7 separate regions of the Mus musculus genome follow, and all the other regions are linked to region 1. Evidence: chromatin contacts called from public Hi-C, HiChIP or PLAC-seq, capture Hi-C and promoter capture Hi-C data. All regions are on one chromosome and are shown on one strand. The core of a region is the stretch at or near the end of the contact, and the rest is flanking DNA. Distances in the headings are between cores, read along the strand shown. Region 1 holds the start of Mccc2 (methylcrotonoyl-Coenzyme A carboxylase 2 (beta)). Region 2 holds the start of Zfp366 (zinc finger protein 366). Region 3 holds the start of Mrps36 (mitochondrial ribosomal protein S36). Region 4 overlaps Ccdc125 (coiled-coil domain containing 125). Region 5 overlaps Mrps27 (mitochondrial ribosomal protein S27). Region 6 overlaps Mrps27 (mitochondrial ribosomal protein S27). Region 7 holds the start of 6430562O15Rik (RIKEN cDNA 6430562O15 gene).

Region 1 (3,692 bases), core at 715-3,214:
TTTTCTATATAAGGAAAGAAATTGAAGCTTTAGTCTCAGGAATAAAAAAAACAATTTTGACTTCTCTCCTCAGCTACGTGTCTCTATGCTCTTAAGCCACCCTCTCACAAGCATGGGTCAGGTGATGTGGGCAGTTTGTAAAAGACCTCAGCTGTAAGGGCCTTTTTCCTGGCCTCTGGGCAACTGCACTCAGGTGCATATGTGTGTACAGTCCCTCGGGCATACACATCATTACAAGTACACTTTAACACCCTAACACTTCAATCCCAAGTATTCAGCCTAGCCTACAAACATGGGCACCATTACACAGACTCAGCAGCCCGCGTCGTGTAGTTATTCCCACCCGTGTATATATTTAAGGAATAAGCCATGAATTTGAGAGGCACCTGGATAGCAGTGGGAACTCTCGGGACCGGTAGGAGGGTCAAAGGTAAACAGTTTTAACTAAGTGAAAAGCAGAGGAAACATTTTGGGCACTTTTGCTTAGTCCACACTGCCTGCACACTCACTGTGTAGCCCGGGCTAAGGTTGAGCTGCTGATCCTCTTAATTGACCTTTTGAGTGCTGGAGTTGCTAGGAAATTATTTTCTTTTAGCCTCGTTGCCAGGAATAAATGTTTCGTTCAGCTCAAATGCTCTGCTTTGGTTTGTTTTCTTTTACATTTCTTGGATGCCATGTGAATCTTTAAGTTATTTTCCACATTACAAGATCTTATTTGGGGTCGGCTTGTAGCAAGATAGAATGCTTATGTCATGGTGAACTCACTTTGATTTGACTTAGGCCTTCGTTTTTCTTAGATTTTAAAAAAGCTGGCCATTTCTGGAGCTAGGGAGGGCTCAGTGGGTAAAAGCACTGGGTTGAGCAGGGGCAGAAGGATCAGAGGTTTCTAGCTGCACACCTCGCTGCAAGTTCAGTGAGAGACTTGGTTTCAAAGGAATAAGGCAGAGTAATGGCTTGATACTGACATTCTCCAGCTTCCATGTGTCCATGTGTGCTTCTGTACACACACCGTACCCACGTCTGTACACACAAAGTGCCACTCCTTCTAAATTAGCACCATTTAATATAGTAGGCATGTTTCACCTACTCTCTCTCTCCTCTGTGTGCATGTGCGCGCGCGCACACACACACACACCTAGAGCCTTTTGCATTCTAGGCAAGCGTTCTACCACTCAGCCCAACACTATTTGTATGATGACATTGTCTTCAAGATTCATGTTAAAACAGTTGGTTTCAGACAATGTCTCATTTTGTTGCCCACCCTAGCCTCTAAATTCTTCACTTAGTAGTCTGTGGACTCTTCACTTAGTAAGCTACAGAAACTTTGACAAGCCTTCTATCAATTGGTTTACCATAGTTTTCTGTGGGTCGGGCTTCTTTCTTGAAGCTGCAGAGTGGTAGAGTCTATGGTCCCCAAGGGAGACAGAGCGACCAAGCCTGGCTCCCATCTTAGTTATGTGTTTCTACCCAATCTGGCTTTTATTCGGGTGCTATTCTCCTACAGCATCTTTCCTCCTAGGGCACAGCCGACCCTCTCCTTAGCCTGTTCATCTTTCTGATGCTCCTGGCGCTTTTACTTTGCTCATGCTGTAGTAACACGTAAGCATTCAATAAAGTGTGCGAGTCAAAACAAAACAAAACAACACTAAGGCACTTCGCAGAGTGTTTTTAATCCTTATTGGTGTGAAGATCCCAGTACTGATGTCTACAATCTGTCACATTCTAAAAATGATCAGGTGTGCTGAAGCTCTGCAGTACATGGGCTAGAGGCGGGTGCATGCTTGTGACAAACGCTTCGGCAGGACAGCAGCCACTTATCTGTTCGCTCTACTCGGCCCAGTGTTCCTGGGCTCGCGATGGAACCTGGACTCGCGCAGCTGCTCTTCTGCGCCTCATTGGCGGAGTAGAGAGGCGTGGCGCGCAGCGCCGACCAATTGGAGGTGGTCTGCGATGGCACGTGTGCGGGGCTGGCCTGGGAGCTGATGGACCAGGGCTGGTGCTGCAAGGACTCTGGAGGAGCAGCCCCCAGGAGCTGCAGAACCGAGCTGCAGGGCCGCTCTCTTTCTCTTTTGGGTGTTTGCCATCGCCATGTGGGGCGCGCTGAGGTCAGCTCTGCGACCGTGCTGTCGGGCTGCTGTACCCCCGCAGCGTGCCTATCACGGGGACTCAGTGGCCCGACTGGGCACCCAGCCTGACTCGGCCTCCTCCACCTACCAGGTAGGTTGAGCGAGCGTCCTGGAGGCCTGTTCGCCTTCCTGCCCCGGAGTCATCGGAGGCCAGAGGGTGGGCATGCTTGGATCTCTGCTGTTCTTTCCTTTGCAGCTTCAGGCGTCATTCTGGGACTCAGTAGGGTCCTGTGAAGTTTGCAGAAGGAAGTCGTTCCAGTGAGATTTTAGTTCACTTTTAGGACTGGTACTGGCATTTTGTGTCACTCAAATCAGTGGTTCTCAAAACCCCACAAAGCATTGTCGCTTGGACAACTTACAAATGCCCGAGACCGGTTTGGCAACTTTGTAATCACGAAGTTGTGGTCCTCGTGTTTGCATGGCTGGGTATATTCTTTAGCGGTCTTGTGGCAGCCACCTTTAGGAACTACCATAGCACGATAGTTTACACTCTTCCGCTTAATAGTTATATTAACAATACACAGCTCACAATGTCTTTACATAGCTTTTCTTGGGACTGAGTGGCTTCCCCTGGCCAAAGAAGCAACTCATAATTTGTGAAGTATCAAAGCTGGAACATTTAAATCTGTTTCATGGCCTCTACAGATAACGTCTGAATTATTCATAGAACCAGCAGTTATTTGCCAGGGAAGAAGTTAACTTAGTTAAGCACTAAGTTGTTTGTGCGGTATTTTAAGTATTTGGCCTGGATGTGTAGGAATGAAAGTCATTTGGGGCTGGGAAACGTTAACTAGAAATCAGATAGCTGTGCGGCTGTGTGGTAAGAGGTGTCCTAGCCCTGAAGGGCTGAAGGCACCTAGAGCACACAGAGCAGAAGCAGGTGGATCTTTGTGAGGTTCGGTCCACCTTGATCAACAAAGCCAGTTCCTGGACAGCCAAAGTTACAAAATAACTTCTCAAAAAAACTACCACCACCACTACAACAAAATACAACTACTATATACTAATTGTACAAAGTAATAAATACACTTCACTATATGTACATACATGACTCTCTTATCTCCTCTCCACTCTTTTGCTGTCTCCTTTTCTCTTTCCAAGTAGTCCTTATACTTTCATGTCCCTAAATTGTACATCTAACCTAGATTCTGCATGTGAGAGAAAATGTGGTATTTGTTTCCCTGCCTCCCTACTGTGATGATCTCTAGTTCCAACCATTTCCTTGAACATAGCTATTTTATTATTTTTAGGACTATCTTGTTTAGTTTTGACAGTTTCATACAGAAATACAGTGTATCTTTTTGTCTGTTTTGAGGCAGGGATTTTTATTTTCCTGAGTAGCCCTGGCTGTCCTGGCTTTGTAGATCAGCTCTGTAGACCAAGCTGAGCATGGTCATCACCTGCCTCTGCTTCTGTGGTTTAAGGCGTGTGCTACCACGCCCAGCTGGTGTATCTCGATGTTATCTGTTCCCAGTTCCCCTTCCCAGTCTCCCTAGACACTTCCCAATGTGTCCCTCCCTCCCACCTACCTTCCCATATCCTTCTAATACCTTTTAATACCACCTT
Region 2 (3,692 bases), core at 538-3,037, 830 kb after region 1:
CCCCACCCCCACAGTATCCAGCAGCCATCCTGGCAATGACCTCATGACTCTCAGCTCCTTAGTCTTGGCCCCCAGGAAGGACCACAGCAAACATAGTCTCCCCGCTTTTACCTGACTTATCCTTAGAGTGGCCCTGAAGCTGTTTGTCCCCCATCGCATCCATCGTGCATGGCATTAATAATATCAGGAGAAATGAAAGCGAAAGGAGTCAAGCAGGATTGTGTGCCACCCGGCATCTCTCCTGGGGTCGCAATTGGCCAGTACTAATACAAAATGCCCGAGAACATCCGTCCTGGACGCTGCTGCCCTGGGGATGCATGGGGATGTGGTGGCTGGGGCAGGTGAGGGAAGAGCCAGGCACCTCAGGCCACCAAGGTTACACTTGGTTGCATCCTTAAGGGGCAACTGCTAATCCTGTCTCTTCCATGTACATTGTATTATGGGGATTCTAGGGAAAGTCTCTTTTTAAAAAATAAATAACAAACCTACATTAATCATCCAGATCTACTAGACTGTCTCATCTTCATTAAGGTGACAGCTCAGTTTCAAATAAAGATTAATTACGCGATTGTGGTTAAAACATGATCTGGCCAAATTAATTTCAAAATGTCGAACTACTTTTACTATGCTGCTCATACCCTGAGGATTTCAACCCGTCTATACCATAGGAATGAATGGTTTGAGAAGCACGCATGGCCACTGCCTTCTACCCATCCAGCACCTCACTGGATTAAATTATTAATAGCAGCCGTGCCCCAGTCTTGGCTTGACCTTGCTAACCTATTTTTGACAACGTGATGCCGGCTCCCTCTTGGCTTGCCATAACAACTTCTTGGTAACATTACCCTCTCTGTCAAACGCAATGGAAGCAACTCGGACGTTTAACCGCTGCTGGCATAGTGTCTATATGAGCCTGACTACCTTGCCGTGTTCTATTTGGTGCTTTAGAACAGCAGGCTCTGGGTGACTGTTTTTCAATTGCATCTGTGGCTTAGCTTTTCATTCTTCCTGACACAAGCAATCAATCTAAATCCTCCAGTCCAGTCACACACTGATTTCCAAAACTGAAGTCAATGCCCTCGTATCCCTGCCTTCTTCTGTGTGGCGCATGACACTCCGAGTTGACAGTGGACAGTACATTTACATTTAACCCACATGGGGCACCTTTCTCCCAAATCTCCCACACACAGCACTATTCCAAAGAGGTATTCCCTCCCTTTCCCTCCTACTTCAGGGACAGAGCAACAGCCATGCATGAACAGTTCACTTTGGGGAGGTGAACTACAGAATGGAAACAAACAAACAAACAAAAATCAGAAGAAAGACACTTCAAGGCAGACAATAAATATACCAAAACTCCATGAGCAAATCACAATTCTCAACAGACACCCTGAGAGGGCTCTCAGAATGCAGTCCTGGGAGCAGTGACCCCTCCAGTGGGGCACACCACATGTCCCAATGGTTCCTAGTAAACTCAAGTTGCCTATGACAAAACAATTCAAATTTAACACAGCGACCTCCTCAGCCCCAACACAATTCCATTTCCACTCCTGGCAAGCCTCAGCTCTGCAAAGCATTAATATTCTCCTCTGCAACGAGGCATGAGCTTACACTCTAGGCCACCCATCAGTCACACCTTTTGATTAAAGAGCAGCCCAGGGAGGTGGTTTCTGTGGAAGATGCCCAGTCAGTCTCCATCACAGGGACATTGAAATGAAGGTAGAAAGGAGTACATGGTCACTTACCAGCTCCTGAGGGCTGAGAGGCAGCAGCCCCCACCGCTTTACCTGGTCTCTGGCTGTCTCTGTCTTTCCCTCTCTCTCTCTCCCTCTTTCTCTTGTGTACCGATTGCAGGGAACTTAAAGGACTCGCAGGGACAGTGTTTCAAGTGACTTAAGAAGGAGAACAGGAACAATACCCCGTTCTCTTTTTCTCAGATGAGTACCTTCGGGAAGAAGGAAGGAAGGGAGGGGAGAGGGCGGAAGTCAACAACCCTTCGCTTTCCTGAAAAAAAATAAGGAAACAGAAGATAGACATCTCATTTTCTCTTAAACAAAATGTTGGAAGGGGAGGGGGAAGAAAGAAAGAAAGAAAATCTTTACAAAAACGAATTCCCCAGATATACTCTCTGCCCTGGGAGCTTTCAGGACATGAAAACCCCTGAGTGGCTCTGTCCTGTCCAAACAAACGCAGGCTCTCCTGGTTGCAGCCTCTGGTGTCTGCCTTACAGAACTGACACAGCCCAAAAGGAACAAATCATGTCGTGTCAACTCTGACTCTCAGTGAGGGAAAGTCTGGGCTGCTGGGCTAACCAAGAGGGAACCTGCAGCCTTTACCAAAGGGCACAGTGCCTGGCCACCCAGGCCTTCTGACTTTTCCTAGCTGCTTTGAAACCCCAGCACTGCTCCAGTTCCTCGCCTGGCTCTAGGTTCTTCAAGTTCCTCACAGTCAAACAGCAGATTTATGCAGTGCTCACTGGGCTCTGTGTGCTGGGCCAAGTCCGGTTCCATCTTTGCTGATGGACGAAAAAGGAAAAGAAGCCACTTAGTGTGGCGTTGCCAGCCACAGTTAATTCCGACTGTTGTTTACACTGTCCTGTCCTTCTTGGATGTAGTCACCTCAGGAGCACTGGAGGGAGGGTGCTAATTTGTTTTGAGAATATTGTGAACCATCTGAGGTCCTAGATAAATCAATCTCTGTTTCTGAAAGAGGAGGGGGAAAGCCGAGTGGGAGCAGAAGAATTGGGGTGAGCATCCTTTACTGAAGATGGGGCTGGGGCTCAGTGGACAAGCCTGGGCTCTTTGTGGGACACATGCACTGACAGAGGGAGCTGGGACCCAGTGGGCAAGCCTGGGCTCTGTGAAGGATGACTGCAGTGACAGAGGGAGCTGGGACCCAGTGGGCAAGCCTGGGCTCTGTGAAGGATGACTGCAGTGGCAGAGGGAGCTAGGGCTCAGTGGGCAAGCCTGGGCTCTTTAGGGAGATACATGCACTGACAGAGGGAGCTGGAGCCCGGTGGGCAAGCCTGGGCTCTGTGAGTGATGGCTTCATTGACAGAGGGAGCTGGGCCCAAATCATCTAATTAGCTTTGTGAATCTTGTACCCTCCATTCATTCAGTTGAGACCATTGTCACCACAAACAGGAACCAGCAGTTGTGTGGTTCTTTGTGGTGGCACAAGAAACATTGGTCATAAGCTGCTTCCTTGATTTACTCGATATTGAAAAAAAAATGAGGTGGAGATTATAAACCTCATGGATTGCCTCAGGAAAGGTGGGTTCACAGAAAGTGAGGCTTAGTTCAGAGTCCACTCTATGTTTTAACTGGGCACTATGGTCTACAACATTGAATGTTTGTCCCACATTTTCTGAGTATATGTTCATTGTTGTCTGTCTGCCTGCGTGCTTGTCTGTCTGAACGTGTGCAAGACCAGAGAAGCCATGTAAGAAGGCTGCTCTGAATGTTTATAAGAACTGGGCAGGCTTCATTCTTGACATGCATCTGACTCTGGCATCGAGACTTCTGCCATGAGTGGCCCTGTCCCCATAGGCAAGAGCACCAACAGCCAGCAAAACCAGCTCTGCCCTTCAGCCAAACTCACACAAAGCAGTGCAAATCAAACAACTCATCTGCCCCTGGGTCCTGTCCTGTGCTCTTGCCCTCTGCTGGCCTTCCTCTGCATCCTGCCTCTGC
Region 3 (3,692 bases), core at 331-2,830, 730 kb before region 1:
CTGGGACTTCTGAAGAGCAACGGTGCTCTTTCCTGATGAGCCATCTCTTCAGCACCCTCTACCTCAAGCTTTTTTATTTTTATATTTTTGAGGCAGGGTGTCTTGTTAAACCTGGAGCTTGCTATTTCAGTTAGACTAGCTGATTAGCAAGGCCTAGGACCAGTCCATTTTTGCCCCCCTCCCCTGCTCAGTAATGGGGTTACAGATCCATGTCCTCATGCCCAGCTTTGTGTGCCTGTGCCTGTGCATATCTCCTGAGGCCAGAGGACGATTTCTGTATTGATTTTTGTCACTCTCTGCCTTATTTCTTGGAGACAGGGTTTCTCATTGAACCTGCAGCTAGGTTGGTGGCCAACTAGCCCCAGTGATGTAATCTTCCAAATGTACACAGCTCCAATGATCCAATCTTCCTATCTCCAGACCTACACAGAACTTCAGCTACAAGAAACAAACAGAGGGAGGCTGGAGAGATGGCTCAGTGGTTAAGAACACTGACTGCTCTTCCAGAGGTCCTGAGTTCAATTCCCAGCAACCACATGGTGGCTCACAACCATCTGTAACAGGACCTGATGCCCTCTTCTGGTGTGTCTGAAGACAGTACAGTGTACTCCAAAATAAATAAATGTTAAAAAAAAAGAAAGAAAGAAAGAAAGAAAGAAAGAAAGAAAGAGAGAGAGAAAGAAAGAAAGAAAGAGCAGAGCACACACGCTTCACACCCAGGAATCTCATAAAAAAAAAAAAAAAACCACAAAACCAGAATCCGAAATACACATGCAAAGAATATGTAAGGTTGAAAGAAAAAGTGCCCTGACTTAACCTTATGAGACAAAGGACTTTGAGCAATGCTGTTGAGTTCATTTTGGATTGGCTATTTACTGCTTGGTACAGGGCCTTAAGAGTGGCTTGTTTTCCCAGTGAGACTTCCTTGAAGAAAATTTTAAGTTTTCATTTGGGAGTGGCTATCTGTGCTAGGGATGGGGACACGTATACACTCTTTCTCAGCTCGAGGACCCCATCTGATACACACCCTATGCATGCTGCTGCTGTCTTGGAAAGTTTATATGTGTGCCAGCCCTGTTGTATTTAGAAGGCCTTGATTCTTTGGAGTCCTCCACCCAGCCCCTCTGTGTCTTAACACTTTTTTTCTCCTATTCTTTTGCAGAGTTCCCTGAGCCCTGAGGGGAGGCACTTAATGAAGATATTCCTTTTAAGGCTGAGTGTTCAAAGGTCTTTCATGATGCATATTGCCTGGCTGTGGCTGTGATCCCCATCTGCTTCAGGAGACTTCTCTGAGGATGGTTGAGCAAGGGAGGGAATCTATGTAACTCCCAAGTTTTAATAAAATCGTTCGTGTTAGGAAGCCACAAGAGGTGGTTTCAGATTAAATTTCGGACTGTACTGAAATTAGAAACTAGCTATCTAGGAGGGAAATGGTCCTAGATAATTTAGGATGACGAACCAAATAGTTCAACTGGTTACAGCACAACGTTGTAATTGGAAGGCCAGAGGTGAGTGTCTAGGCGGGAAGAGGGGCGGGGCGGACGCAGAGGGGTGGAGTTGTCCCTTATAGCTCCTCAGTGACATCACACAGGCTCCGCCCCACGCTGCCCACTCCAGATACTTCTGCAGCTCGTCTGCGCCCCGGAAGCTGCCCCTGCTCGGGGGTCACGATGGGCAGCAAGATGGCTTCCGCCACCAGGGTCGTGCAGGTAAAACCCGGGCCGCTCCCGCGCTTGGAAGGGAGGGAGGGATGGTGCAGACGCAGCGGCAGCGCCGGGAGGAAAGGCGGTGCCAGAGAATGCATCGTGACCGCGGCCCTGAGGAGGGCCAGCGGGTGTATGTGTCTGATAATGGAACCTACGGGCTCCAGGGTGGCCCGGAGTAAATTGGGTCTGGCGCCAAGGGTTCGAGGCCCGCGGCGGGTGGTGGCCTCTGGTCGTGTCCGCTCGTGCTCGTCGGAGGTCGGAGGATTCCCCAGCACCTCCTTAGCCCTCGTAGTCTGCGGACTACGCTGCCCTCCAGCAGTCCGGCCAATCGCTGTTTAATATTGTCCGTGATGTTCGCCAGCCAGCCAATCCGGAGGAAGGCCGTAGCGGGGCGGGGAAGGAAGCAAATCCTGGATCTGATCTGGTGTCCCTTCAAGGACTTGGGAATGGCCGGATAACCGGCCCCTTTGCCTGCTACCTCCCTTGGAGCTGGTTAGAGTTGATCTCTTCAGGCTCTTGGCTAGAGATGCGGGAATGAGTAAAATTCATGCTATTTAAGTTTATTATACTTACTAGTATGTGTGTTTCAGGGTTGGTTTGCCAAGCCTTTCTCCACTGTGCTTAGATAGGCAGCTATGGTAACACTGCTATTCCACCCATCAATTACTAACTGCTGACAGCTTTTTTTTTTTTTATCTACTTCTCCAGCTGTGGTCTCTAAGAAGGAGACGTAACAATTCATGAGTAAGTGGACACAGCCTTTTGTAATTAGAGAGTTTTAAAATTCTGAACATGGAGTATTTTCAGATTAATCTTCACTTATATGCTTTTCTTTTTTTTCTTTTTTTTCTTTTTTTTTTTTTTTTTTTGGGCACAAACACATTTTCTCTTGAAGTTGTCGGAATGATGACCCTAGACCTTTGGAACCATTGCAATGAATAATCTTCAGTTAAGCATTCCGTCGGTAGGCACGGAGCATTGAGTACGATTTTGCAAGCTCAGAGTAGCTGACAAAGTCTGTTATCTGTCCTATATAACCTCATACGTCAATAATGCATATATAACTCAATCTGGAGTGCGGAAAGGAGCGGACATGGTGGCACGCTCAATTAATCCCAGCACTCAGGAGGCAGAGGTAGGCAGATCTCTTGTGAGGTAGAGGCCAGCCTGGTCTACAGAGTGAGGTACAGCCAGAGCTCTGTAGTAAAACTAAGTCTAAAAAATAAAAAATAAAAATAAAGGTGGTGTGTATGTAGGAATTGATATAGCAAAAGAATATAGTCACTGGAGTGATAAGCATTTGAAGACATGCTTGGAAATTCTTACTTTCTGCATTGGCAGGGGGTCCGATCCCAGCCCCCACACTGGTTGTAGCCTCAGCCTAGAGAGTGAGAGGGGAAGGCTAGCAGGGCTCTAGAACTCGCTAGCTAGCTAGACCGATGAGTTGTGGGTTCAGGGCGCCTGAAGGAGGAGATCCTGTGTTGACTTTTGAGCTCCACATGCATGTACATACCACACATGCATACATTTCACAAAGACACAAATGCACACACAAGCAGGGGCAGGTGAATCTGAGTTTGAAGCCAACCTGGTCTACATAATGAGTTCCAGGACAGCCAGGGCCACGTACAGAGTCCCTTCTTAAAGGCAAGGAAAGATAAGAAAAGAAAGGAGGAAAAAAAAAAGGAAAGAAAAAGAAAACTCTTACTCCATTCCGATGGCTCAGAAGGGAGGGGACTTGATTCTGTGACCTCAGTTTGGTCACCGGGTGGAAGGAGGGAACCAACTCCTGAAAGCTTAGCCTCTGGCTTCCACATGCACACACACAAATTACAAAGCAAAAAAAAAATTTTTTTAAAGTGTTTTTCTACAATATACATTTCTGTAGATAAAGGAAAAAGCTGAAACAAAGATTTCGATCATTTTAATGGATTTATAGGCTTAGGAATTACAGGTGTTCTCAGATAATTTGTATTTTTCTACACG
Region 4 (3,692 bases), core at 875-3,374, 670 kb before region 1:
CTCCAGCTCCTACTTTTTTTTTTAATGATACAGGGTTTCTCTGTGTAGCCCAGATGGCATGGGCATGGAACTCACAGAGATGCACCTGCCTCTGTCTCCATAGTACTGGGATTGAAGGAACGCATTACCACTGTCTGGCCAACTCTATATTTTAAAATGGTAAATCTTATATTAGAGCTCACATAATTTAAAAAAAAATACAAAGGAGGAGCCACTAGTGATGCAGCTTGGTGAGGGAGTGTTCATTTGTGTAACCTGAGCCCTGGATTTGAGCTGCAGCACCACAAACAAAGAAACAAACAAACAAACAAAACAGAAAGCAACGGGTCGCTGTGTCTATTGAATAAAAATGAAATTAGTTACAAAATGTCCGTAATTATCTAGCATCAGAAGCTTCACAAGAGAAATAAATCTAGTTAAAACCAGAAACCCAAGGGCCAGAGATAAGGCTCAGGGGTCAGAAGCACACACTGCACACACAAAGGTCTGGAGTTCAGGTCCCAGGACTGACTCTGTCAGGCAGAGAGAGTTATGCTACTTGTATGTGACTCTAGCACCTGGGGATCCAGTGCCCTCTTCTGGCCTCTGTGGGTCTCTGCACTCATGTACACATGCATATCCACACTTAGACATGTATAATTAAAAATAATAACGGTAAATCTTTAAATAAATGCCCCTCAGATGCAGTGCAACTCTATTACATGCACAAGGCCCTACATTTAACTCTCAGTGCCACAAACATACAAACCTGTCACATTTCTGGATCCAAGATTCTTCTATATTTTTAAATCTATCCTGATCAAATTCCATTTCCCACTGCAAGGCATTTATTTCCTATAGAAAGAGAAACATGACCTTCAAATTTTAAAAGGGGGGCATTTCATGAAAAGTTATCGGTATTAATCATTTAGAGACACTGAAGAGTGAAGTAAGTCATTTAATCATGCAACAGCTAAAAGAGCAAAAAAAGCCGGGCGTGGTGGCGCACGCCTTTAAGCCCAGCACTCGGGAGGTGAGTTCCAGGCCAGCCTGGTCTACAGAGTGAGTTCCAGGACAGCCAGGGCTATACAGAGAAACCCTGTCTGGAAACACAAACAAACAAAGCAAAAGGCTGCTCAGAAGAGTCTATGGCAATTGTACACTGAATGGACTTGAGCACTAGAAACACTTTGCCAAAGCTCACTGAATACAGAAAAGAAATTTTAAACTGTTTGGGTTCAAAAGTGGCTGTGCTGCTGGGTGGTGGTGGCGCACACCTTTAATCCCTGTGCTCAGGATGCAGAGGCAGGTGGCTCTGAGTTCAAGGCCAGCCTGGTCTACAGAGCAAGTTCCAGTACAGCCAAGGCTATACAAAGAAACCCTTTCCCAAAAACAAACCAACAAATAAAAACCAAAAAAAGGGGCTGGAGAGATGGCTCAGCAGTTAAGAGCAGTGACTGCTCTTCCAGAGGTCCTAAGTTCAAACAGCACCCACCCGGTGCTCACAACCATCTATAATTGTAATCCCAGGAGATACAATGTGCTCTTCTGGTGTGCAGTTGTACATGTAGACAAAATATCCATATACATAAAATACATAAATAAAAAAATCTTTAAAAAAACAAAAATAAAAACGTTGTACTGAGCCCAGACTTCTTAGTCCCCACCTCTGCTCATATATAGAGACCAAAAACTAAATTTACACTTGTGAGTCTTTGCCGAAAGGGCTCCATCAAAGGATGATAAAATTGACATAGGAAAGAGACATTAGAGCTGGAGAGATGGCTTAGAGGTTAAGAGTACTGGCTGCTCTTCCAGAGGTCCTGAGTTCAATTCCCAGTAATCACATGGTGGCTCACAACCATCTGTAATGAGATCTGGTGTCCTCTTCTGGCCATGCAGGCAGAACACAGTATACATAATAAATAAAATTTTTAAGAGAGAGAGAGAGAGAGAGAGAGAGAGAGTGAGAGAGAGATTTACAATGCTTAATCTCATATACAGTGAGATGTTCAGAAACATGCTTACTCTGCCTGAGGCACAGGAAGAAAAAGAGAAGAAAAATGAGAAGTGCCAAGTTGGTTGACCTTCTACTACCAGAAAAGGGAAATAAACCATACTTTACCCATGTAACAATCTATTTTAAAATGTAAGTGCCCCAAGGGAAAGCTATCAAAGACTCAAGTACTCCTTATGAGAGTACCAGGAACAACACACACATCATGGTCGTGAGCCTAAGGAAATTAGGTTTAAATATTATCCGAATGATTGCATCAATGCTAGCAGTTGCAAATACCTTCTCCAGAGATCTCTTTTGTTCTATAGTTTTTTGAAGCATTGTCTGTGTGTGGCTTGTGGCTTTGCCAAGCATTGCCTATGAAAAAAGAAAAATAGCATCAGTAAAACTAAGGAGTTTTATTTATTTATTTGTTTTTTTGTTTTGTTTGTTTTGAGACAGAGTTTATCTGTGCCTCTGCCTCCCAAATGCTGAGACCCCCACCCAGCTAAAATGAAGTTTTTTGGTTTTGTTTTTGTTTTTTGTGGGTGTTTTTTTTTTTTTGGGTTTTTTGTTTTTTTCTTTTTTTTTTTTGGTTTTTTGAGACAGGGTTTCTCTGTATAGCCTTGGCTGTCCTGGAACTCACTCTGTAGACCAGGCTGGCCTCGAACTAAGAAATCCACCTGCCTCTGCCTCCCGAGTGCTGGGATTAAAGGCATGCGCCACCACTCCTGGCTTAAAATGAAGTTTTAAACAGTCCTACTTGCACATGATAACATCTATGCGCATGTGCCCAAATGCATAGTTTATTTTTTAAAGATTTATTTTGTTTTCAATATGTGTACTTCTGAGTGTCTATGTGCATGTGTGTGTAGGTGCCTGAGGAAGATAGAAGGGGATGTCAGATCTCCTGGAGCAGGAGTTACAGGCAGTTGTGAGATAGCTGACCTAGGTGCTGGGAACCAAACTTGGGCCCTATGTAAAAGCAGTACCCACTGCTAACTAATGAGCCATCTCTCTAGCCCCACATTTAATTTAAGATAACAGCTTATAAACAAAATAGAAAAAAAAAAGATAACAGCTTATTAGCAAGATGAGAAAGTCACAAAGTGTGTGTGTGTGTGTGTGTGTGTGTCTTGTTTCCAAAACAGTGTCTCTGGGTGAAGCCTGGTCTTGAACTCTTGGTTCTGCTGCCACTGTCTCCCGAGTGCAGGGATTGCAATGCCACTTATTATTAGAATATGCTAAGTGACGAATTTTCAAAAATAAATTCTTACCATGCTTTGGAGGATTTTCAATGCTTCCTCTTTACCTTCAAGTTGTCTTTGAGACGCTTCAAGTTCCGTTTTTAAAATCTCTACGTCCTGTGGACAGAGATACCGTAGGCTTCAGTGTTTGCAAGGCATGTAACCCCGGTAACTGACCAAGCAGCTGGCTGGTCCACGTTCACCCTAAAACAAGGCTGTGAGTTTCTCCAGATGCTGAAGTGAACCAGAACTCACTACCAAGCTCCACTTGAAACAAAAGCCCGCCTCTTGCTTTTACCCTGGCCCCGCACCCCGCATAGCTGCAGCCATTTTGTTCCATGCCTGCCAGCTATTTCATATTGTTGCTGTAATATCCCTGCTGTCACTGACAAGAAAAATAACTTGACTCAGAGCAAGGTCATGCTGATCACATATCCTCTTATTTTCTGAGGTTTATCCAATCTTAAATT
Region 5 (3,692 bases), core at 819-3,318, 640 kb after region 1:
AAAGCATACATTAATTGGGGGTTAATTTACTGGGCTGAAAAGTCTTGTATAAAAACAAAAAGAAATGAGAAAATGTCACTTAATTCAAAGCTGTTCCATAATCACTAGAGGCCCAATAAACTAGAAACCAAAAACAACCCCTCCCTGCCTGCCCCCATAACCCAGCGTGAGTATTCATGGCCATTTATTCTTTCACTCGATTTTAGGATTATCTTCTCAGGCCCTCAAATAATTCTGCAAAAATTAGATTAACTTTATAAGTGAAATCTAAATTAACTTAAACAGATTCACTTAAAACAGATAAATGGAGGTATAATAAAAAGATTGCCAGGAAACATTAAAATACAGACTTTTTTTTTCCTTTATAAAGTTAAAAGCCTTAATCATCTTTTTCTATTTTTGAAATATGAAAAATGTTGTCTGTTTCATCCTAACCTTGAAGGCCACAGTAGATCAACCCAACCTTCCATGTAGCAATGGGCTACACAAGCAGGTTACTCAACTTCTCCATCAGGGAAAGAGGAGTGCTGAGAAGAGCCGACAGCTTCAGCCATGCCGAGCTGCTGCTTGCTCTATCATCAGAAGAGACATACAAGTTCTCTCTCAGCTGTGTGACTGTCTGCAGCCCAGAACCCCTAGTCGCTATCTATTCTGTGCTTTAGTTACCAACTCAGTAGCACTGGGCTAAGGTTGGGTTGGGGCAGGCTTTTTCTACTCGGGAATCCCTTCCCTGCAGACAGAATGCAGATGACTCTCTGCTGCCCCCTTTTGGTCTGCTATGGTTGCCGTAAAGCTTTGCAACTTGTAGCTATTTATAGGGCAACCTGATGTCTTTTAGGATCAGGACGCTTCCCCCAAATTTGACATCCTTTGCCTCTGGGTACTGAGCACCCTTCATAAGCACCTACCTGTCTCTCCCCATTTCTGAATCCTGCTGAGGCCTGGACTGTTGATACCCTTAGTGAAATCTGGCAAAGATCACTGGAGAATAATGGGTTTAAAAACCAAAATCTGAATTTAAAACACAATTTCCCTTAAAGAAAAGTGAAGAGAAAAATAGTCCTTGTCTTTCAGGGACGAAGCCTGGCTACTATCTAAGCTAAATCTCAGCAACCATTCACCTCCTCTGCTCGAGACCCTGCAGCAGCTTTTAAACAATTCCTCCAAGCCTCCTATCTACGGAGACAGGAGGATTATTTAATATCGATTAGTAAAGAGGGAGGGGTGGAGGGTGTAACAGTATTACATATGTTATTTATATGTTAACTATGTTAGCATATGCCACACCTGACTCTCAAGGCCTGGTACCCTGACCTCAGAGACCACAACTGAACCTCCCTTTAAAACTGCTTCTCAAGTAAAGACAAATCATTTTCTGACAAGTCAGTAAGTAGCTGAAATATAATTTTAAGGAAGGGTCAGAAGTTATATTAAAAGTCAGGGCAAGTATAGATGAGGCAAAACAGGGGACAGGAAACAAACCAGAAAGCACAGGACACTCTCAGGACGGGAGGCCACTGTGGCTGTGCTCTGAGAACACTGTGTTCGTTATGAGAGACATGATACCTTTCACTACCTACCACTAACTCAGCAAGCTGAGAACTGGGGTGATCTGTACCTATGAGACCCTCGGAGTCTCATTTTAACATTCTTCCCACGCCTTTCCTATCAACTGTGCCAAGGCTTTTAGCAATGAAGACTCCTGGATTATCTATCACCTCTGGGAGGCACCCAACACCCAGCCCCCGCCCCTAAGTATGGACCATGAAGCGGTGAGTATTTCCCTCACTGGCTGCTTGGTCTACGAAAGACTGCTTTAAGTCCCAAACTCACCTAGAAAATGAGGATGCTGTCTTAAAACCAACGTTGATATTTAAAGAAACAGAACAGGCCTCCAAAAAACCCTGTCTGTTTAAAACAACCATAAAGGGAAATCTATCATGGAAATCACAGCAGTCACGATCAGTGAAGAGAATCCACAAAGGTTCTAAGTATCCCTTCCCTAGACACAGAACATCTGGAAATACTTAAGGATGGACTTGCTCTTGGCCTTAAAGTCATGATGCAACCAACTGCGACTCCTGCTCCCTCCCACCAACTCCCCCTAAACCTCCGCTCATCTGCTCCGCTCTCTAACACTGTGGCAGCTCCTAGAAGCAAGCTGCAAACTCACCTGCAAACACTGCACATAAGCAGAAGCTTTAGTTTGTCTCTGCATCCCACAGGCTTGGTTCAAGGTTCCTGACTATGTCATGAAAACAGCCAATAGAAAGAGCTGTTGACAAAGGACTGTACTGCAGGAAACAACTCAGAGAACCTGTGCTTTGTGAGCCTTTCAGAGGCAGGAGACATAAGGATAAAGAGTGCACGAAAGTTAGCGGGGATCACTAACACTATTTATGACTGAAACCCACGACGGATCAGAAGCCCCAGTCTTTCTGTGACCTAGTCTTACATGGACTGCTTTTTTGTTTGTTAATCATGACAGAACTGACTGAAATGCTGACAATACCATTTAAGCGTACAGTGTTTCTGAGAAGCTAAGCAGACCAGGCCCTCATGCTCACAGGGTCTGAGGCTTTGGGCTTAATGAGAAAGCCAGGTGTTCCCCCGGGGAGCCAGTATCTACAGTCAGCTTAACAGGCTCCAAGTCACACATCAAACTGGAGCTTAAACTGCCTCTCCCATTCTGCTATCAAGGCTTGAAAGCACCCACCCTCCACAATACAAAGGCGGTCATACGGCTGCTGATCTCTACATGTTGGCCTTTCTTTAGGGCTGACTGTCCGTCACAGTTTAAGGTCTCATCCCAACTCTGTTCTGGTTACCACCGAGACGGCCTCTGACGGCCACGCACAGGCAGATATGCTGGCCTGCTCCCTAAGCCCTGGGTTCAAGTCAGGTTTCCACCCATGGCTTCTAGAAGCTGACTTGCTCACCCCAGACATTACAGAGGTGGCTTCAATTTCAATTCAGATTCTAAAGTAGAGAAGCCTCAGAGGCCACCTAGACTGCAGGTGCCCAGCTGCTGCCAGAATGCCAGGCAGAGCCAATGGCAATGCTTTGGCAAGTGTGCTCCCTCCAAAGCTCTGTAGCCAGCTCTCCTCTAAGGACTAAGTATGGTCAGAAGGCAGAGGACAGCAACCTAGAAACACGGAGGTGTCCATAACAAAGTGAATGTCCAGCCTCCCCCGCCCCACAACTGCTTCCAAGGCAGCACTTCAGCCATGTTCCGGTCCTTTTCCCATTAGCCAGGGCTTCATCTCCAACCCTCTTTGCTTTCAACTCTTCATTAACTCTGTTGATTTATTTTCCCCTCCTGTGTATAATCCATTTCTCTCTCCATTTCTACCGCTGATTACCACAGGTCAGATCTTTATCACTGCAAGCAGGGAAAATTAATTTCCTTCCTACTTTTAACCATTTAAGTAAAAAAAAAAAATTGTTACTAATCTTCATGGAATGAATACCTTGTTATAATACACATTTCTCAAGAGTCTACTGATGATAATTACCTGTGGGTCATTAAAAAAGTTCTTCTTGACTAAGAAATACACACTCACAACATAAAATTCAAAAGGTCCAAGACAGAATTCAATGAAAAATTACCCAGGAGTATTTCCTGAAAGAAAGCACTGTTAACAGCTTTTGTATGACAGTTCTTACCACTCAAAGGCATCCTATGTACATAC
Region 6 (3,692 bases), core at 625-3,124, 620 kb after region 1:
AGGAGGAGGAGGAAAAGGAAAAAGAAAAAGACCAGAGTGCGACTTTATAGTTATTTATGACCAACTGAATCATTTAATCAAAAACAACAAAACAGTGGGCTCTGGCTGTCCTTCCACAGGCATCAAATGACTCATTATCTTACAATGGCAAAGCGGCCACCCTCACCAGTCTTTAGGATCAACTACAAATGCTGCAGGCCTAAAGCACGGTGCCGGGGCCCACAGCCCTGCAGCAGCTAACACTTAGCTACAGCACAGGCTCTGCACACGGATGAGCAGGCTTTCCACATGGTTTCCCTGATTCTATGAGCCACCAGCCAAGCCTAGGCATACACACACTTGCCAGTTCCCAGTAGGTTCTGTATTCTGTGGCAACAGGCATTCCAGATGGGACTCTCGGCCTCTAAGTGAGGCAGACGTGGAGGAGGGGCAGTAGAGAAGGCTGCCAAGGAGAAGATTCGGCCAGTTCCATGGACTGTGGTGTGGAGTGTGAATCAATTCATAATGCCAAGCTTGCAGTTATCAAAAGGATCAAGCACTTCCACTAAAAGCTAGTGTGTGACTGACCCACTGATTCAGTTGTCACTGCCCTCTTTCTTATCCTAAAAAGGCAATTAGAAAGATAATTACTTTCTTTTCTATCCTGCAGGAAATTCTGCTTTCAGAATTGTTAATTTCAGAATTCACAATCTTCGATGATTCTTTCAGTTATCACAAATACAAAATGGAAATATCACTACTACAGATTAAAATTCCTTTGTTGCTTGAGATCCCACATTTTATGCTTATGGAAGTTTCAGTTAATTTAACTTTCAATAAACATATGGTGAAGCTCTATTAAATGAATGTACTATGTTTTAAAAGATGTCTCCCTATCCCATTACCAAAGGCTAATACAAAGCCTGGACGTGAACACCTACAATTTACTAGCTACCCCTAGTAGATGAAATAAATGTAAGTGATTAGATATCTAGGTGGGTTTCTGAGTTGGGTTTACAGAGCTGTGATGCTCGAAGCCTGAAGTTCCAATCTTTCATTACCACTGTAACCTGACAGATGACACCACAATGAAGACACAAGTGACTTCCATTATCTGAGAAGTCACCTTTGCAGTATATAAGAGAAAAAAGTCCCCTTTGCAGTATAAAACACCGTGAGAGGAAGGCTCTGATGGCAAATGGGACCTGGGTCACTATAGTGTAGGTTGCAGATCTACATTTCTAAATCCAGGAGACAGATAACACACCCATGAAAAGACTATCCATCAGTAGTGGCCCTGTGTGAGGTACAATGACCCAAATTCCACCCCTGCTGGTCTAACAATACCTCTAACTCTAGTCTGGACATAAAACCTCCCCTCGCCTCCCCCACCCCCCGCCCAATACAGAAAAATATTAACTGTAGTCAGACTGTGTGCTACTTCGGCTCCTTCTTTCATGAGACCTAAGGGAGCCATTCAGAACAAAGTCTGTTGTTCTTTGATACTGAGTTTATCTGCTTCCAAAAGTCAGTGTGATTGACCAGACCAGGGAATTATGGGGAGAGAAAAAAAAATATTTATGCTGTGATTACTGATGCTCTTGATGGTGTCCCCAAAGAAGAAACACTTCTGTCTCTTTGGCCATCAATTGGAATTGCACCAGGAACCACTCTGGAGACTGTTACACAGGCCTGCTCACAGGTTAGCTTTAAGTACCCTGGAAGCCTGAGGGGGAAGCTAAAAGGAGAGGGTTTCTGGGTAGGTGAGGCAGCAAGCTAAGGAAAACTGGATCCTGGAACTAATCTTTATAAAAGCAAAGGGCTCTAGACAAACACTACAAAGTCAAGAAAGGTGGAACTAAGGCAGGAAACCCACACACTGATTAGTCATGGCTACACAGGAATAACTCTGAGGAAGGGGAAGGGAGACAGAAGGCAAAGAAAGTCAGCAGGATTAGCGGTCTGACTGACTGGAGAGAGGTCAGTGTTTCCAGAGACTCTCAAGCAGGCAGGGTCTGTGTGCCGCAGCGGAGGAGGAGATGAGGCACACGGTTGCAATGGCACAGAAGCCGGCGCGGGCGGGCAGACCTGACGTGGCTGCGGGGGATTACAGATGTCTTCGGCCATTTCTGAGGGGGAGAAGGTTCAGCACTAATCTGGGTTTCTTAAGAACCTGACTTTTTTCTCTCAGATACAGAAGAAAAGCATCTCTCAGAGCTCGCAGCATACTGATTCTCCCAGGGTGTAGCAGAGCCAAATCCCTGAGGATTTATTTTCCTCTAGCATGAAAGGAAGACTGGACTCGTTTTCAGCCTCACTATCCAGTCAGAGTCACACTATTTTTGTAACTACCAACCTCTCCTATTTCCCCCAATAAACTTTTAGCCCCCCCCCCCACTAAGCTCTTAGGCTCCCCCTCAACACACACAAAGCTCTTAGGCACCTCTCTCTCTTTCTCTCTCTCTTTCTCTCTCTCTCTCTCTCTCTCTCTCTCTCTCTCTCTCACACACACACACACACACTAAACTCTAAGGCTCTTTCACAGGCAGGAGACATGTCATCTCTTACTGCAAAGTCTTAGGTACTTAAGGATGTGGCGACAGTGGCTAGGCACACTAGGGTTTACCAATGCAAATATATATGCTGACACCTGTGAACATTGTGCGTATGGAAACAGCCTCCACTGCCATTTGTGAACATTGTGCGTATGGAAACAGCCTCCACTGCCATTTGTGAACATTGTGCATATGGAAACAGCCTCCTCGGACAGTTTTGAGTACCATCCTGCCTATAGTCAGCTGAAGCCAGGAGGAAACACTGCCTTTTTCCTACAAAGCAGGAGGAGATCCCCCTCGTGGCAGAGGAAGCACAGTAACAGGAAAACCACCCTTCCTTCTTCCTTCCTCCTTCCTCCCCTACTGCTTCCTTTGCACAATCCACAGAAGAAGGGTGACAGGATTCTGCCTTAGGGAACAGAGGTGCTGGCAGGGATGAACCAAAAGGAATGCTGGCAGAAGACAGGGTTCAAGGGTTCAAAGAACCCTCTTAAACTTTTAATCAAAACCACTCAGGCTCTTTGACACTGAACAATGCTTTAAAAGGGCTTTCCCTGGAACAAAAAGAAGAAATCACACCCAAAAGAAGTAGATGGAGAGAAATAATCAAACTCAGAGCTGAAATCAATAAAGTAGAAACAAACAAAACAAAAAACCCAAAGAATCGATGAAATAAAGAGTTGGGATTTTTTTGAAAAAAAAAAATCAATAAAATTAACAACTCTTATTCAAATTAACTAATAAGAGAGAGAATATCCAAATTAAAAAAAAAAAAGAAATGAAAAGGGGACATAACAACAGACACAGAAATCCAGAGAATCTTTTTTTTTTTTTTTTTTTTTGGTTTTTCGAGACAGGGTTTCTCTGTGCATCCCTGGCTGTCCTGGAACTCACTCTTTAGACCAGGCTGGCCTCAAACTCAGAAATCCGCCTGCCTCTGCCTCCCGAGTGCTGGGATTAAAGGTGTGCGCCACTACCGCCCAACTAGAAATGCAGAGAATCTTAAGGGCGCACGTTAAAACTGTTTTACCGGCGGCAGCGATCTACTGTATAAACGAACTGAAAGACAAAAACACAGGATCACCTCATTAGATACTGAAATGCCTTTCACAAAGTCCAACACTCCTTCATAATAAAATTCCTGGAGAAACTAGAGAC
Region 7 (3,692 bases), core at 475-2,974, 600 kb after region 1:
GCAGCCAGGCACACGACATCACCCCAGGGAGCAGTGCAGCCCCGCACACGACATCACCCCACCTTGGCACACACAGTGCAGCTGCACCTCCTGTACTTCCGGCTTCACGGTCATTCAGTTCTTATTTGAGCCACGAGGTCTCCACTTAGGCCTGCTCCTAACTGAGCAGTGAGAATGCCACTGGACAAGATGGTGGAGGATAGGAAGTTCGGAAGTCCCGTCTTTTCATTTAAGTGACTTCCCCTGGTTCCTTTCAACAGATGGAAATCATTGCAGGGATTTCTCACTAATGCTAAACAGCTTTCCAGAGTGCCTGAGCACTGTAGGCCTCCACCTGCTGTGCTCCCCCACAGGTCAGCCCTTCCCTCCTGCCTGCTTACAGCTCCGTCTGAGAGGGCAGCCTGGTAGGGTCAGTGTAGCAGCCCAGAGACTTACTAAAAGCATTAATCAATTTAAGTGCTTCTAGACACAGATCACCAGAGAGTGACATTTAGGACCCCAGCTGCAGCTGAGAGTCACATGTGCTCGCACCCCGAGGTGACTTAGCGTACAGCATAGGATCTGGCAGAACGGCAAAGGGGGCCAGACCGATGGGATCTAAGGAGCAGACTAATTATAAAAACAGACCCAAACAGATGACCTCAGACTAATGAAAAGCAGGCAACAGGAAGAAAATGTAAACTGAAAACCATTTCTTCCTAACATAATTTTCCAGGTAGTCTGAGGCCAAAGAGAAAGCCAGGAAATCTCAACTGTGAGGAGGTTGGCTTTGTCCAAATCCCAGCTCACTGCTGGGTCACATAAGCCGAGACTCTCCCGCCCAGGCCTCCTGTGAGGATAAAGGAAATGGGGGAGGGGGCTTACAGCTGCTAACATAGCTAAGGTCACAGATGGCAGGCTACAAACATGTGTTTCTGTTCTTTCTTGGATGCTCAGACAGTGTCCCATGGCAGTAAAAGGGCTAGAAGCTAGTGAAGACAAAGGTCTCCATCCTCTGAGACGCAACGGACAAAAAACGGCCAAAAGTCAAAAAGCAATCAAAACTGAGTACAACATTTACAAAACCCAGGCAAACCTGACGCCTGACAGTGGCTCAGCAACCTCAGGCAGCATTCAGCAGTGTGGTCATTCTTTTTTTTAATGTTTTGTTGTTGATGTTGTTTTTTCAAGACAGGGTTTCTCTGTGTAGCCCTGGCTGTCCTGGAACTCACTCTGTAGACCAGGCTGGCCTCAAACTCAGAAATCCTCCTGCCTCTGCCTCCCGAGTGCTGGGATTAAAGTCGTGCACCACCACGCCCAGCAAGTGTGGTGATTCTTGTTTTCTTTAAGTTTTATACACTGACAAGCAAAGTTAAGAGAAAGAACTGTGTCTAAGTTCTCTACTCTGCTTTGTCCTTGGGGTATGACAAGGAACATCAATCTTTTTATTCTTAGTTTCAAATTACAGGAGAGAAGCTAAGAATGACTTCCCTTCAGAAGTATTGGGGAGAAAAAACCCTAAAATACCATGGGATCCTGTGCTACGGCAAGGCCTGCCATTGCTGGGTCAGAAGAGACAGACTCACGGGCAGGAGCCCAGCTCTCCTTCCTGCTGTGAAAAGGCACAGTGCAGCAGCAGGCGTGGGAGGAGAATTCTCCCGCTCCTATGATGACATCATAACCTGAAAGTACTTCCTTCTTTTTGTATTAAAGAGACAAGAAACAAAGCAGAGAGCAGGCTCAGGGATTTTCTTCCCTGACACAAACAGCAGAGCATTTGGGACAGAGAGCTCACTGACAGTTTGAGTGCTCAGCACTGTTCTGGAAACCTGTCCACAGGCAGTGTCTCTAATGGCCCTGCTGAACAGCACAAAGCTGCCAGCTAAGCGCCACAAAGGATTCGTGAGTCTTATCTCTGCTGAAGCTGTGACTGACCCAGCACATTTGGTGTAGTGTAGAGAAATGGCTGGTCACTTGCCACCCTGAGTGGGAATCAGGCTGCTGTTGAGAAGCCGCTGGGGTGCCGTGCTGCCCCAGGGAACGGAACCGTGACATCAGCTCAAGCATGAAGTCGTAACAATGCCACTGCTTTCCCAAAAGGCCACGGTCTGTGGGAAGGAACACAACTGCAATTCTTGATGCGAGTTTTTCATGCCTTTGTGTGTGACTGATGCAGGAAAAGGCTCAGTTTCTACTACGAATCACCTGAAAGCGCTCGAGGTATCGGGGAAGCTTGGACTGTTCTGGTTCCTCAGTGTCTAGCTGCTCCACCAGGTTTGCTGAGCCCAAGCCATCTTCACCTTCCTGAGGCTGTGCCTCTGAAGTCTGGACATCTGGAGACGTCACCACCTTCAGGACTCCATCCAGCACATCGAGCTGTAGGGCACAGGAGAGTCAGGAGGACATCTGTTATAGACTTGACTGTGTGCAGGCCAACTTCAAAGTGTGTGTTCCTTGGTTATAATGACTGAGAAAGAGCATTAATGATATCAGCATAATGTGCCATGGGAGACACTGGGTTGAGGACCTCAGGACAGAAATGAAAGCTGAGTGGTGAGCCTTGGCATTTCAGAGTCAAGGCCACACAGAAGAGCATCTCCAAGGGTGTAGGCTAGGCAGCTAGCCAGCTCCCAGGGCTTCATGTCTCTCTGCTCCCTCCCTGCCATTACCGGACGATAACTGCACTCCTGGGCCTGGCTTTTTAAGTGGTTCTGGGGATCTGAACTCAGGTACGTAAGCTTGTGAGACAGATACTTTACCAATAGCCAAGGATAATGGAGAAAAGTGCTATGTAGTCTCTCCATACTACAGGAGGGGTAAATCCACCAAAACTACTTAAGTTTCTATTCCACCGCCGTAAATCCCTTTTGGATGGGGGAGGTGGTGAAGAGGGTGGTATTTATTGATCTGAGCTTGAATGTAAGGGAGCAGACAGCTTTCCTTTCACTTAATGATGTATGAATCAACAATAATCTGATTTTCCATTGCCTTTTTGACAGCCACACTGAAAATGTTTGTGGTTTCTTTTCATCCTTTTAAACGGAATAAATACCAATTCTGCACACATACAGAAAGCAGCGGAAGGAGAAAGACCATGGGAACAGATGCCTGTGAAGCCTCCATTTGACTGAGTGGGGTGGAAAAACATACCACTTCTCTACCCAGCTTGAGGTCTTCAGGGGAGGAGGCCACCCTCTCCATCACTTGGAGGGCTCTGTCGAGGTAGCCTGGTGTCCACATCAGAGGCATGCCGTGGTATACAGCCCGCACCCCACGCTGCAGTTCCACCTTCCCTGTGGCCAAAAGAGCAACAAAGACTGATCAGCCATGCCTCCTCACTGGGTCTGCAGCCAAAGGCTTGGAAGGCCCCAGCCAACAGCAGCCTAGGCAAGGACCCTCACCACGCACACCTTAAAAGGAAGCTTGGTGAACTTGTGTTATGTGTTTCCTCTGGCTGGAGATTTACCAGGGCCCATGAATCATTGGGCTGAGGAACTTTGAGAGTCTGACAGAGCTGTTCCTACAGAAGGCCACCCTTAAGACAAAAGAAAATTATACTACGTATGTTTCAAGGCCAAAACCATACCCAGAAAAAGCAATGTCACAGCTTCCTACTCTGAGGACCCTGTGACTCAGCGGTGACTTTCCCTGCCGGGAAATGTGTGACTTGTTTTGAAAAGTGTCAAACATACAATCTATTTTCTTTATGAATA

Evidence for each region. Promoter capture Hi-C pulls out the DNA fragments that hold promoters and counts their contacts. A called contact is a pair of places that touch in the nucleus more often than the background predicts. HiChIP or PLAC-seq counts read pairs in DNA pulled down with a chosen protein or histone mark. Capture Hi-C pulls out chosen DNA fragments and counts their contacts.
Region 2: a capture Hi-C map of macrophages shows a contact between it and region 1, with 4 times the contacts expected there. The contact joins the promoter of Zfp366 here to the promoter of Mccc2 in region 1. A contact is called at or near these places in 1 of 39 promoter capture datasets (the C10 cell line) and 1 of 9 other capture datasets (macrophages).
Region 3: a contact with region 1 is called in an H3K27ac HiChIP or PLAC-seq map of embryonic stem cells, with 2.6 times the contacts expected there. The contact joins the promoter of Mrps36 here to the promoter of Mccc2 in region 1. A contact is called at or near these places in 6 of 39 promoter capture datasets (the 3T3-L1 cell line, cranial neural crest, frontonasal cranial neural crest and 3 more), 4 of 115 datasets of contacts at active chromatin or transcription factors (astrocytes, embryonic hindbrain, embryonic stem cells and 1 more) and 1 of 9 other capture datasets (liver).
Region 4: a promoter capture Hi-C map of pre-B cells shows a contact between it and region 1, with 3 times the contacts expected there. The contact joins the enhancer-like site here to the promoter of Mccc2 in region 1. A contact is called at or near these places in 4 of 39 promoter capture datasets (the C10 cell line, cranial neural crest, hippocampal neurons and 1 more) and 1 of 484 Hi-C or Micro-C datasets (myeloid progenitors).
Region 5: a contact with region 1 is called in a promoter capture Hi-C map of cranial neural crest. The contact joins the enhancer-like site here to the promoter of Mccc2 in region 1. A contact is called at or near these places in 14 of 39 promoter capture datasets (the 3T3-L1 cell line, 3T3-L1-derived adipocytes, the C10 cell line and 9 more), 1 of 15 datasets of contacts at CTCF or cohesin (large pre-B cells), 7 of 484 Hi-C or Micro-C datasets (the C10 cell line, the G1E-ER4 cell line, the MC3T3-E1 cell line and 4 more), 10 of 115 datasets of contacts at active chromatin or transcription factors (T-cell acute lymphoblastic leukemia, bone marrow-derived macrophages, craniofacial prominence and 7 more) and 1 of 9 other capture datasets (macrophages).
Region 6: a contact with region 1 is called in a Hi-C map of bone marrow-derived macrophages, with 14 read pairs. The contact joins the enhancer-like site here to the promoter of Mccc2 in region 1. A contact is called at or near these places in 7 of 39 promoter capture datasets (cranial neural crest, embryonic stem cells, liver and 3 more), 1 of 484 Hi-C or Micro-C datasets (bone marrow-derived macrophages), 6 of 115 datasets of contacts at active chromatin or transcription factors (bone marrow-derived macrophages, embryonic forebrain, embryonic stem cells and 2 more) and 1 of 9 other capture datasets (macrophages).
Region 7: a promoter capture Hi-C map of hippocampal neurons shows a contact between it and region 1, with 8 times the contacts expected there. The contact joins the promoter of 6430562O15Rik here to the promoter of Mccc2 in region 1. A contact is called at or near these places in 17 of 39 promoter capture datasets (the 3T3-L1 cell line, 3T3-L1-derived adipocytes, the C10 cell line and 11 more), 6 of 115 datasets of contacts at active chromatin or transcription factors (bone marrow-derived dendritic cells, embryonic stem cells, extraembryonic endoderm stem cells and 3 more) and 1 of 9 other capture datasets (embryonic stem cells).

Annotation. Positions count from the first base shown.
Region 1 is chr13:100,013,911-100,017,602 of GRCm38.p6, reverse strand. Mccc2 (methylcrotonoyl-Coenzyme A carboxylase 2 (beta)) reads left to right here and starts at 1,964. Exons shown (of 17, transcript NM_030026.2): 1 at 1,964-2,217. The coding sequence starts at 2,089.
Region 2 is chr13:99,182,918-99,186,609 of GRCm38.p6, reverse strand. It overlaps Zfp366 (zinc finger protein 366), which reads right to left and starts at 1,787. Exons shown (of 5, transcript NM_001004149.1): 1 at 1,746-1,787.
Region 3 is chr13:100,742,547-100,746,238 of GRCm38.p6, reverse strand. Mrps36 (mitochondrial ribosomal protein S36) reads left to right here and starts at 1,580. Exons shown (of 4, transcript NM_025369.3): 1 at 1,580-1,709. The coding sequence starts at 1,671.
Region 4 is chr13:100,681,428-100,685,119 of GRCm38.p6, reverse strand. It overlaps Ccdc125 (coiled-coil domain containing 125), which reads right to left. Exons shown (of 12, transcript NM_183115.5): 4 at 3,253-3,339; 5 at 2,276-2,353; 6 at 749-834. Among named protein-coding and RNA genes, the nearest start is that of Ccdc125, 14 kb to the right of the region's middle. Within about 2 kb of position 2,124, at least 18 of the 459 cell types and tissues checked have an H3K27ac peak or open chromatin away from gene starts, as enhancers often do. A contact at or near this core is called in pre-B cells, where this site is marked.
Region 5 is chr13:99,372,792-99,376,483 of GRCm38.p6, reverse strand. All of the region lies in intron 4 of Mrps27 (mitochondrial ribosomal protein S27), which reads right to left. Among named protein-coding and RNA genes, the nearest start is that of Mrps27, 30 kb to the right of the region's middle. Within about 2 kb of position 2,068, at least 17 of the 459 cell types and tissues checked have an H3K27ac peak or open chromatin away from gene starts, as enhancers often do.
Region 6 is chr13:99,394,068-99,397,759 of GRCm38.p6, reverse strand. All of the region lies in intron 4 of Mrps27 (mitochondrial ribosomal protein S27), which reads right to left. Among named protein-coding and RNA genes, the nearest start is that of 6430562O15Rik, 17 kb to the left of the region's middle. Within about 2 kb of position 1,874, at least 21 of the 459 cell types and tissues checked have an H3K27ac peak or open chromatin away from gene starts, as enhancers often do. A contact at or near this core is called in bone marrow-derived macrophages, where this site is marked.
Region 7 is chr13:99,410,858-99,414,549 of GRCm38.p6, reverse strand. 6430562O15Rik (RIKEN cDNA 6430562O15 gene) reads left to right here and starts at 1,724. Exons shown (of 2, transcript NR_015515.3): 1 at 1,724-2,708; 2 at 2,979-3,692. It overlaps Mrps27 (mitochondrial ribosomal protein S27), which reads right to left. Exons shown (of 11, transcript NM_173757.3): 9 at 3,130-3,272; 10 at 2,185-2,355.